3 separate regions of the Sus scrofa genome follow, and all the other regions are linked to region 3. Evidence: chromatin contacts called from public HiChIP or PLAC-seq data. All regions are on one chromosome and are shown on one strand. The core of a region is the stretch at or near the end of the contact, and the rest is flanking DNA. Distances in the headings are between cores, read along the strand shown. Region 1 holds the start of MYL1 (myosin light chain 1). Region 2 holds the start of KANSL1L (KAT8 regulatory NSL complex subunit 1-like protein). Region 3 holds the start of ACADL (acyl-CoA dehydrogenase, long chain).

Region 1 (3,182 bases), core at 224-2,723, 82 kb after region 3:
GACATGTCCAATCTCTCTTTAGGGATTTCGTTGACAAATTAACCATCCTAAGTCCACATCATTTTGGGGGTTATATAGCGGGTAGTATTACTTACTGTATCAAATTGGTTTTATTAAGAAATCAGTGAGTATAAGGAATTCTTTTGTGGTATTTAGCTTTTGCTTGCTTAAATTTTTCGTTACTGATTATAAGCAAAAAGTTCACATTGAGAGACTTTATATTTAGAGTGATTGAGAGCATTTATATTTAGAGTGGCAACACCAGTGGGGATAATTAGAAAGAGCTAATCTCATCTCAGAGGAGTTGGTTTTCTCACATGCCATCTTTATAAGTGTGCACATTTAAAAACTATGTCGTTTAAACTTACCATCCTGCTGTTCCTTAGAGAACTCGATCTGTTAGAAAGAAATTAACCACAAAGAATATTTTAACCAAACAAAAATGTCCTGGTTTTTAAATGTATCCAAGCTCATTCCCTGAGTAATCTTCAAAGTAAGCTCAAAAAGTATGCTTACTTTTCAGAATTCAGGCATAGCTTGGATACTAATAGGTTGAGCCACACAGTAACATGCCTTGGAGATGAGTGATATTTCAGAAACTAAGCAGTTCTCTGCCTACATCTGTAATAGAGAAGCTTGATTCACTTACCAGCAATCTGGTCAGCACTGAAGGACTGCAGTGGCGAGAGAGAGGAAGAAAGAAAGAAACAACTAGTACTCTTTCAAATGCATTGACAGAAGAGAGTGCTTTTTGCTTCAAGATGTTTAGGAAGCCATGTAGGTGTCATAGAATAAGAGTTGCCTTAGGACATTTTTGAGTCTAGGAAAAATAAAAAGCTACTGCACAAGATAGTTAGGGAACATCTCTCTGCATCTTAATACACGAGTCAATGATTTAACAAATGCTAAATCAGATTCTTTCTGGAAAAATATAATAATCTATGGTGTATTTAAGATATATCTAATAAAGATATACTTACTAAGAAGTTCATATAGACTGCATTAAAAAGATCATTTTAAATCTTTCTTCTTTTTAACCAGTACATTTTTACCCAATGCATTGGAAGTAGTTTACTTAATTTTAGTTATTGGCACCATTGGATTGTTTTCTAAGGTATACTATTTTGCTATAGTTGAAGGTTTTTTTTCCCCTAAATTTAGATATAATAAACCTTATGTGATATAGCAAAGTTGGTGAAGCATAAAATATGCTTTTGGGAATAAGATGTATTTTTCTAGTTGAAGTAATAGCTTGAATTAATTTCTTCTATTCTTAACCCACCTCAGCAAAGCCCCAGAATAGATTCTACAGATTCATACTGAATATGTTCTCTCCTCAGTTTTATTCCTACCCACTATCTGTATCTTTCTGTAAGTTACAGTTTTTCTCATAGGACCCACCATGATGAAACTGCTGGGCTGCAAACAGCGGCGAAGCTGAAGAGTGAGTTGAGGGCTGATCCAATCCCTGAGTGGGGGGCCTCCCTTGCTGAGGCTCCCTTTTATTTCTGGAGAAGCTCTGACTTCATAACTAGCATCAGATTTCAGAGAGAGGTAGCCACACCCCTTGGAGAGTTCTTTAGCTTTCTTAGGGCAAAGGGAAAGAGGGATCTGTACCCTGAGGTCTATTTTTAGGAAATCAGAACCTAGGAGTGGACAGCCATAGTGAGACCAATGCCTATCAGTACTTTTATGGTCTTTATCCCTGAGAAGTTCTCTTGGACTGTCTTCCTTTAAGAAGCTCCTTATGTGTTCAGTGGCAAAGGAGCTTAGAATTTCTCTAAAGACTTGAGCTGACCTCTTCTCTTGGTTAATTATGGACTTGGCAAACTTCAAGTTAGCAATTTTGGTAGTAATGAGACTTTTTGTGTAGGACTGGTTTAGGATTTCAAATGGCAACATTTACAGAAGGAATGCCTTCTGAAGCTCTGTCCCTTGTGGTAAAGTTCAGAGGACTTAAAAGGGCCATGCATATTCTGTATGTTTCTTAGGGTCCACTCCAGTGAAAATCTGGTCAGTTTGTGAAATCTCCAATTAAGGACCATTATTTTGCAAGTTGTATTCTCAGGAGTATAGAGTTTAAGCTAGGAATGGTTTTAATCTCCATTTTCACCAATCTCCTTTAGTTTGTTTTTTATGTTAGGGGTGAGTATTTGCTTTCCTTCCATTATCTTTATGGTGGCTAACTAGTCATATTTTTTGAATTTATGAAGTTCTAGGAAGGAGAGCTGATAGATCATTTTTGTGTTCTTTTACTTTCATTCTATACATATATTCTTTTAAAATTTAAAAATGTTGCTTATGTTCTTACTAGAATGACCTGATTTCCTCTCTGCCATGTCAAACATTTTTATGGCTTCATCTCCAGACTGAGAACTAAAAGAATCCAAAGCAGAGGATGTGAAATGCAAAGTTGTACTTTAGAATTTTAAAGGTATCTGAGGGATTGGCTGGTAGTAAATTTTCATGGCAGCTTACCTGATAATAGAGGGCAATTCCCTTCTTAGAATGGCACTGGGAAAAGATCAGTTTAAGATGTCCACTAAAGTTCAGACTTGTTTATCAGTTTTCTACATGTTTAAAGGAGTTCAAAGCATAAAGAATGTTGGAGACAAATTCAAATTTATGCACTGTTTCAGCAACTGCTTTTAAGGGAATGGTCACAAAAAGTGTAGTCTCCTTCTGATAGACAGTTTTGTATTTTGAAGCTTTCCCTCAAGCCATTTGGAAAAAAAATCAACATTTAAATGAGTATAATTTTTCATCCAAAGTTTACAAGTAACAAAAAAAATTTCATAGAGTCTGAGTCCCAAAATGGGGATTAAAAATATAATTTAAAAATATTAGAGCCCAGGTAGACATATCTTCATGAACAGATTGCCATTTTGAGAGGCTGTTGGGAAATGGAAGTTAAGAGAAAAAATTTGAACCCTTTGAATCATTAGGGGGAAATGAAAGTGAGAAATAAAGGTGGAAATTTGTCACCTTGATAATTGTGTAATTGGAGTTTCATGATTTTTGATATATTAGAGCCATTAGAGCAGACTATGTTTCTTTGTGTTCTTTTTAGTCTTTTATTTTTATTTATGTATTGTGTCAATAAGTTTGAATTGCCCTATGATTAATATTGAGTACTGGCATGTATCTTTAGTAAATAACTGTAGGTAATACCAAAAACTCAT
Region 2 (3,536 bases), core at 98-2,597, 67 kb before region 3:
GACTACCTCCATATACATAAACAACTACACTTATAGCCAACATTTCTAAGATCTACAAATGTTTGGATATTTTATTATTTTTTTAATAAAGTCAACATGCAAAAGTATCTGATATATACCAAATACTCAGTAAATATTTGGTGAAAAATCAGTGGTCGCCATTACATTCAGAATAAAATCCAAAGTTGTCCTTACAATAACCTACAGAGTTCTACACTATCACGTCCCTGACTACTTCGCCTCCTACACGTTCTCCATGGATTACTACAGTCCAGAAACACTAGCCTCTGTGCTATTCTGAAACACACCAAACAAGTCCTTGTTTCAGGGAATTTGTGTTTGCAATTCTCTCAGCCTGGAACAATTTTCCACAAGTAAGATGGCTGGCTCTCTCACGTCATTCATGTTTCTGCTCTAGAGTCATCTTCTCAGAGAATCCTGCATTGACTAATTATTTAAAACAGCTTTAGCCTCTCAATTCATGGTTCTCTATTCCCCTACACTGCTTTATTCTTCCTCAGAACACTAATCACTACCTGACATTTCATTACATTATAGAAAGGGGTACAGTTAAAGGGCAGAACTCAGTTTTGTTCAGTGTTCCAATCCCCAGCACTTAAGACAATATCTGGCACATAATTGTCAAATAATTGTTGACTGAATTAAAACAAACAAGTGAGTCACGATTTTTAAAGGTATTCCAGGATTTAAGTAGTAATAAGTAGTAACAAAACCTATTTCAGTTATTTCTATTAAAATAAATGTTACAAACATAGCAATATATTAAAAGAGTATGTCACAACCAATAGTGGCTTATTCCATGAATGCAAGGATGAGGGTTCAATCCCTGGCCTTGCTCAGTGGGTTGGGGATCCGGCATTCCCGTGAGCTGTGGAGTAGGTCGCAGACATGGCTCAAATCCTGAGTTGCTGTGGTGTAGGCCAGCAGCTGTAGCTCCGATTCGACCCCTGGCCTGGGAACTTCCATATGCCTCGGTTATGGCCCTACAAAGGAAAAAAAAAAAAAAAAAAATCCATCATTGAAATTCACCATTCAAAAGACTAAAGGAAAAAAAATTGAATAAAAAGCATCTGACAGGAGTTCCACTGTAGCTCAGGGGTTACAAACCCAACTAGTATCCATGAGGATGAGGGTTCAATTCCAGACCTCACTCAGTGGGTTAAGGATCTGGCATTACTGTGAGCTGTGGTGTAGGTTGCAGATGTGGCTTGGGTCCCACGTTGCTATGGTTGCGGTGTAGGCCAGAAGCTACAGCTCCAATTCAACCCTTAGCCTGCGAACTTCCATATGCCCCGGGTACAGCCCTTAAAAAAAAAAAAAAAAAAAAAAAAAAAAAAAAAAAAAAGACACACACACACAGAGCATCTGACAAAATGCAATATCTGTTCATAATTGGGCGGGGGAAGCATCAAATTAGGAAAAGGAGGGAAATTTCTTAACCTGATAAAGAGTATCTACACAAATTCCCAGAGCACTTCATAGTTAATGATGAAAGACTGAATGCTTTTACTTAAGATTTGGACTGAGGCAAGGTGTCTATTCTCACCACTCCTATTTACTATCACACTGCAGGTCCTAGCCAGTGAGATAGTAGGGGGAAAACAAAAAGCAAATCTGGAAAGTAAAAAGAAAACTGTGTCTATTCAAAGATGTATGATTTCATACACAGACTATCCCAAGGGATCTATTAAAAACCTCCTAGATCTAATGAGTTTACTAAGGTAGCAGATATAAGGTCAAGATACAAAAATCACTTACATTTCTAGATACTGGAAAAGAAAAAACTAGGAAAAGATATTTTTAATACAGTATTAATTCCAATAGCTTAACATAATGATTGTATTAGTGTAGGATCTACACAGTTGGGGGGGGGGGACAATGGGGAAAAAAATCAAGGAAGATCTAAATAAATGGAGTGACACATTATCTTCATTGGTTATTCAATACTGTTACAACATTAATTCTCCTTAAACTGATCTACAGATTCAACACAATCCCAATCAAAATCTTCACAGGATTTTTGCTAATATCAACAAGCTGATTCAAAAATTTGTATGAAAAAAGAAAGAAATTAAAATAGCTAAAAGAAGAAAAAGAAAAAGCTGAAGGATTCATATTACCTATATTTACAGTAGTCAAAATAAGTGTGGATTAGCAAAATGATGCACTCATAGATTGATGGGAAAAAAAGAGCTCTGGAATTCCTAATGTGGTACACTGGGTTAAAGACCTGAGGTTGTCTCTGAGTGGCTCAGATTGCGGATATGATCCATTTCCATACCTGATCCCTGGCCTAGGAACTTCCATGTGGGAGTGGGGGTGGGGTCACTGGTTAAAAAAAAAAAGGCAAGAGCTCTGAAATAGACCTATGCCTACATGGTTACTTGATTTCTGACAAAGATATAAGGGCAACTCAATGCAGAAAGCCTTAGGTTTTTTGTTTTTGTTTTTTGTTTTTCAAACAAATGGTTCTGGAACAATAAGGCATTCATACACAAAAACCTGAGCCTTAGCCCATAACTCAGACCTTATACAAAAACACATCCAAGATTGGGGGTAAGAGCTTTCCAAGGAAAAATAACAACTAATACAAAGCTTTAATGCAGGAAATAAATTTGGTGTGTTTGTGGGACAAAAACTACAAACAAAACGAACCAGAGAGAGTAACAGGAAATAAGATCAGAAAGGCAAACAGGGTCCAAACCATGGACATCTTATATAAGTCAAAATAATGCCACTAAACATCTGAATGAGGATGGGGTGTAATATGACCTGACTTTTTTTTTTTTTTAATTATATTGGTTGTTCTATACAGAAAAGAAATTAGAGAAAGAATGGAAACAGCTTCCAAGAGCAGAGGTGGGGAGACCGACTAGGAAGCTACTGAAGTAATTTAAATGAAAGATAGTGGGTGACTTGGACTACAAAGGCAGTAGCAGAGATGAAAATGGATGAATCTAGGAAATGTTTCAAGCTAGAGTTGATGAAACTTTTGACAGCTAAGATCTTATGAGGCTTAAGATAAAGCAATCAAGTATGACTCCTAGGTTTCTGGCTTGAACAACTGAGTGGTTAGTGGTGTATTGCTTAAATGAGGCAGACCTGGGAAGACAGAAGGTTGAAGGATAAAAATAAAAAGTTCTCTTTGGAATTCATTGAGTTTGAAGTGCCTGATAGCCATCCACATGGATGCAGTTGGATAAATAAGTATAGAATTCAAGCAAGAAGTTAACATTTCAAGATATTATTTTGGAGAGTCACTGTCATATAAAGAGTATTTAAAGCCAAAGGACTGGAAACATTTATCTACGGAAAAATACAAGCAAAAAAGAGAAAAGAGCCCAGGATCAAGCCAGGGGGTTCACTCACATTTATTTGAACAAGGAAAGAGGAGCTACAAAGGAACAAGATTGACTTAAAAAGTCTAGTTAGTGGGAGAGAAGGAAACTCCAGAGTAAATGGGATTAAGATTCTCAAGTGTTTAAAAGTATAAAGACATATACAGCTCTATCAAA
Region 3 (3,082 bases), core at 311-2,810:
TAATATATAGCCCTCCGTATTTGTGAGTTCCCCAGAGCACAGTTCTGCATCCTTGGATTCAACCCACTGTGAATTGTGTAGTACTGCAGAATTTACTACTGAAAAAAATTTACATAAGTGGACCCACAGAATTCAAATATGTGCTGTTCAAGGATCAACTTTATTTTAGTAGTAGCAGTCCTAAGTGATTCATATGTACATTAAAGTTTAAGAAGTCTGTTAAAATAAAACTGTACTCCTTGACCCATTCAGAGGGTCCCTCAGGTCCTTTTGCCAATATTCTTCCTATATTTAAACTACTTGTCACAACAGACAATGCAGAAGCAAATCTTAGAATCGGGCTGTTGCCTATTAAGCCAGACATTAAGGGATCTACAAAAGTGTAAAACAATGTCACTTTTCTTACTTTTTGGGGAAAAGTTATTTTTCCATAAAAATGTTATTTAACATATAATGAGTTACTTTACATGAACTAAATGTATTTCCAAGTGTTGTAGGTATGTATAATACTGATATCATCCACAGATAAAACCCACATAAATAAAAGATCTTTGAGGACCTCTAATTTTAAGAGCACAAAATATTCCTGATACCCAAAAGTCTCACCTTCACCGTCTTATGAAGTTCTGGGACTGAGCTTAGAAAAGTATGTGTGTCCCAACGTCCTCACTCCTCAGTGATGCCTTCCCAGCCTTCCTCCACAACAGGAGGAATTTTGTTTCCAAAGCATCTTAGAGTGCTGCAATGAACTAATCGAACCTTCCTGTCACTCTCATTAGAGAATCCCCAGTGCTTCCAATTTGTTTATCTAATGACAGGATTTTAGGTGTTATACGGTAGGGGACGCTTTTGATCTTATAAATATTACCATAATATCACCGACCCACTTAGGAACCCTATTACTTCCTCCGCATTTAATTAATTAAAAGATCTGTCAGATCTCCAGTTAATTCCCTTATGTGATGGAGCCGTTATCAGGTCTTTGCTGCTGTCCAGGAGTGTCTTCTCCAGGCGTCCCTGCAAAGGGTGGAGGCTGCGGGAGTCCCACTCCCAAGTTCACTATGGGGCGGTGCCTTCTGCCACAGTTCCAACTGGACCAAAGGTCGTGGTGCCCAAGAGGTGACTCCCCAACATCGCCTCTCAGAAACTCTTCAAAATACAGACTCCCGGTGTCCTCCGTAGACCATGAAACCAAACAGGCTGAACCCAGGCCAGAAAGGGTTGGCAATCCCCCCGCCCCCACACCCTTTCGACTCCCCAGGCGGTGAGGCTGCAGTGGCAGAGCTCCGCTCTCGCCGCAGGGGGTATGATCACTGTTCCGGAAGCCTCCCGGCAAAGCCCAGCTGCTTCTCCTACCCTCCTACGCCCCAAGGCTCAGTTCAAGCTCTGGGCGACTGGTTTCGAGCCCCAGGAATGGAGTGTGCGTGTCGCCGCGCGGCCCTGCAGCCTCCCTGCTGCACAGATAGAGCAGGGCGGGCACTAACCTCGAGGCCGTCGGTAGGCGCGGAGCACAGAGGCCGCCCCACAAGCGCAGAGATCCACGGAGGAGTCGTGTGGCCATGGCTGCGACAGCGAAAGGCAACTTGGGCGATGGCGCGTCTCCTCGGTGACTCCCTGTGTGCGGGGCGAGGCGCTGGGACAGCGGGATGTCCCTGGGGCCTTCCTCCTTGCAGTCACACCCCAAAAAACCTCGCACAGCCGCCCAAGTAAACGAGGCCGGCGTACCCTTCTAGACCAGAACGCCTTGGGCAGCGATCCTCAGCTACCCTGCGCGAGACTGCGGACGGTTTTTTGTGACACGCCCCTCTGCAGAAACTTACCAATGAAAAGATTCTAAAAGTAAAACTGTTAAGTTCCCTGCAGTGTTCTGTTTTATCTAAGCAGTTGTTTTCTTTGGCTTCCTGAACAGCTTTGAGAAACTCTGTAAGCCATGGAGGCTCAAAAATGGACCCACAAAGTCATAGTTACATAAAGTTTGTGTGTTTGTTTGTTTTTAACATTGGAAATTAGCTTACTTAACATATAAGACTATGCAAGCAGTGTTTTCTTTTCTTTCTTAACTATTTTATTTCTTTGCAGTGGCTGATGTGGGGATCTCAGCTCCCAGACCAGGTTGGGATGTCGATGCAGAAGCCTCCTCATGTAACACGTGTTAGCTGTTTCTTTGTTTTTTTTCTTTTTAGGGCTGCACTCCTGGCGTATGGAGGATCCCAGGCTAGGGGTCGAATTGGAGCGGTAGCTGCGGGCCTACAACACAGCAATGTTGGATCCAAGCTGCATTTGTGACCTACACCACAGCTCACGGCAATGCCGGGTCCTTAACCCGCTGAGCAAGGCCAGGTGTCCTCATGGATACTAGTGGGGTTCGTTAACCACTGAGCCATGACAGGGAGCCATGGCAGGGGCTGTGTTAGCTGTTTTTATTCTCCTCCACCCACGTACTCACAATCCTTTTCAGGTTATGGTGTTTTAAAAATGACATTTATAATCAATTAACAGAAAATTAATTTTTTCCCCTAATTCAAGGACTCTAATAATGGTATTTCAAATGAAGATCTGAAAAGATCAGGTAAATTCATTTAGCTGTCACTATGAATGAATGTCCTGGTGCTGATGCAGAACTATCTGGAGGAACTAGTTGGGGCAAGCAGGCCTTTGCTTTGCCTCAGATCAAATTGTGTGGGTGACTATGTTTCTAATCTCCAAGGAGCACAAGGATAGCACAAGTGTAGATAACAGAGGCAAGGTTTCTTTACTTGAAGACTTTAAGAATTACTATCAAAAGGTTAGTAGATGCAAACTATTGCATTTGGAGTGAATAAGCAATGAGATCCTGGATAATGTGAGAAAAAGAATGTATAATATATGTATGACTGGGCCACTTTGCTGTACAGCAGAAATTGACAGAACATTGTAAATCAGCTATAATATAAAAACAACTTCAAAAAAAAAAGACAGAGAAAAAAGAATTATTGCCAATATCCTTGGAAAGTAGAATAACATAAGAAAACCCACCACTCTAATTCTAGAGGACGTGATCAGTGGTTTATACAGAGATGGGTCTCATTATAATTTCCTCATA

The links. HiChIP or PLAC-seq counts read pairs in DNA pulled down with a chosen protein or histone mark.
Region 1: a contact with region 3 is called in an H3K27ac HiChIP or PLAC-seq map of skeletal muscle. The contact joins the promoter of MYL1 here to the promoter of ACADL in region 3. A contact is called at or near these places in 1 of 5 promoter capture datasets (fetal liver), 6 of 47 Hi-C or Micro-C datasets (embryonic fibroblasts, epiblast stem cells, heart right ventricle and 2 more) and 1 of 2 datasets of contacts at active chromatin or transcription factors (skeletal muscle).
Region 2: an H3K27ac HiChIP or PLAC-seq map of alveolar macrophages shows a contact between it and region 3. The contact joins the promoter of KANSL1L here to the promoter of ACADL in region 3. A contact is called at or near these places in 2 of 47 Hi-C or Micro-C datasets (liver and skeletal muscle) and 2 of 2 datasets of contacts at active chromatin or transcription factors (alveolar macrophages and skeletal muscle).

What each region holds. Positions count from the first base shown.
Region 1 is chr15:113,049,842-113,053,023 of Sscrofa11.1, forward strand. It overlaps MYL1 (myosin light chain 1), which reads right to left and starts at 1,474. Exons shown (of 7, transcript NM_214374.2): 1 at 1,402-1,474; 2 at 650-674. The coding sequence starts at 1,404. The region is part of intron 1 of LOC102160916 (a long non-coding RNA gene); the gene reads left to right.
Region 2 is chr15:112,900,879-112,904,414 of Sscrofa11.1, forward strand. It overlaps KANSL1L (KAT8 regulatory NSL complex subunit 1-like protein), which reads right to left and starts at 1,348. Exons shown (of 16, transcript XM_005672154.3): 1 at 1-1,348.
Region 3 is chr15:112,967,821-112,970,902 of Sscrofa11.1, forward strand. ACADL (acyl-CoA dehydrogenase, long chain) reads right to left here and starts at 1,561. Exons shown (of 11, transcript NM_213897.1): 1 at 1,485-1,561. The coding sequence starts at 1,561.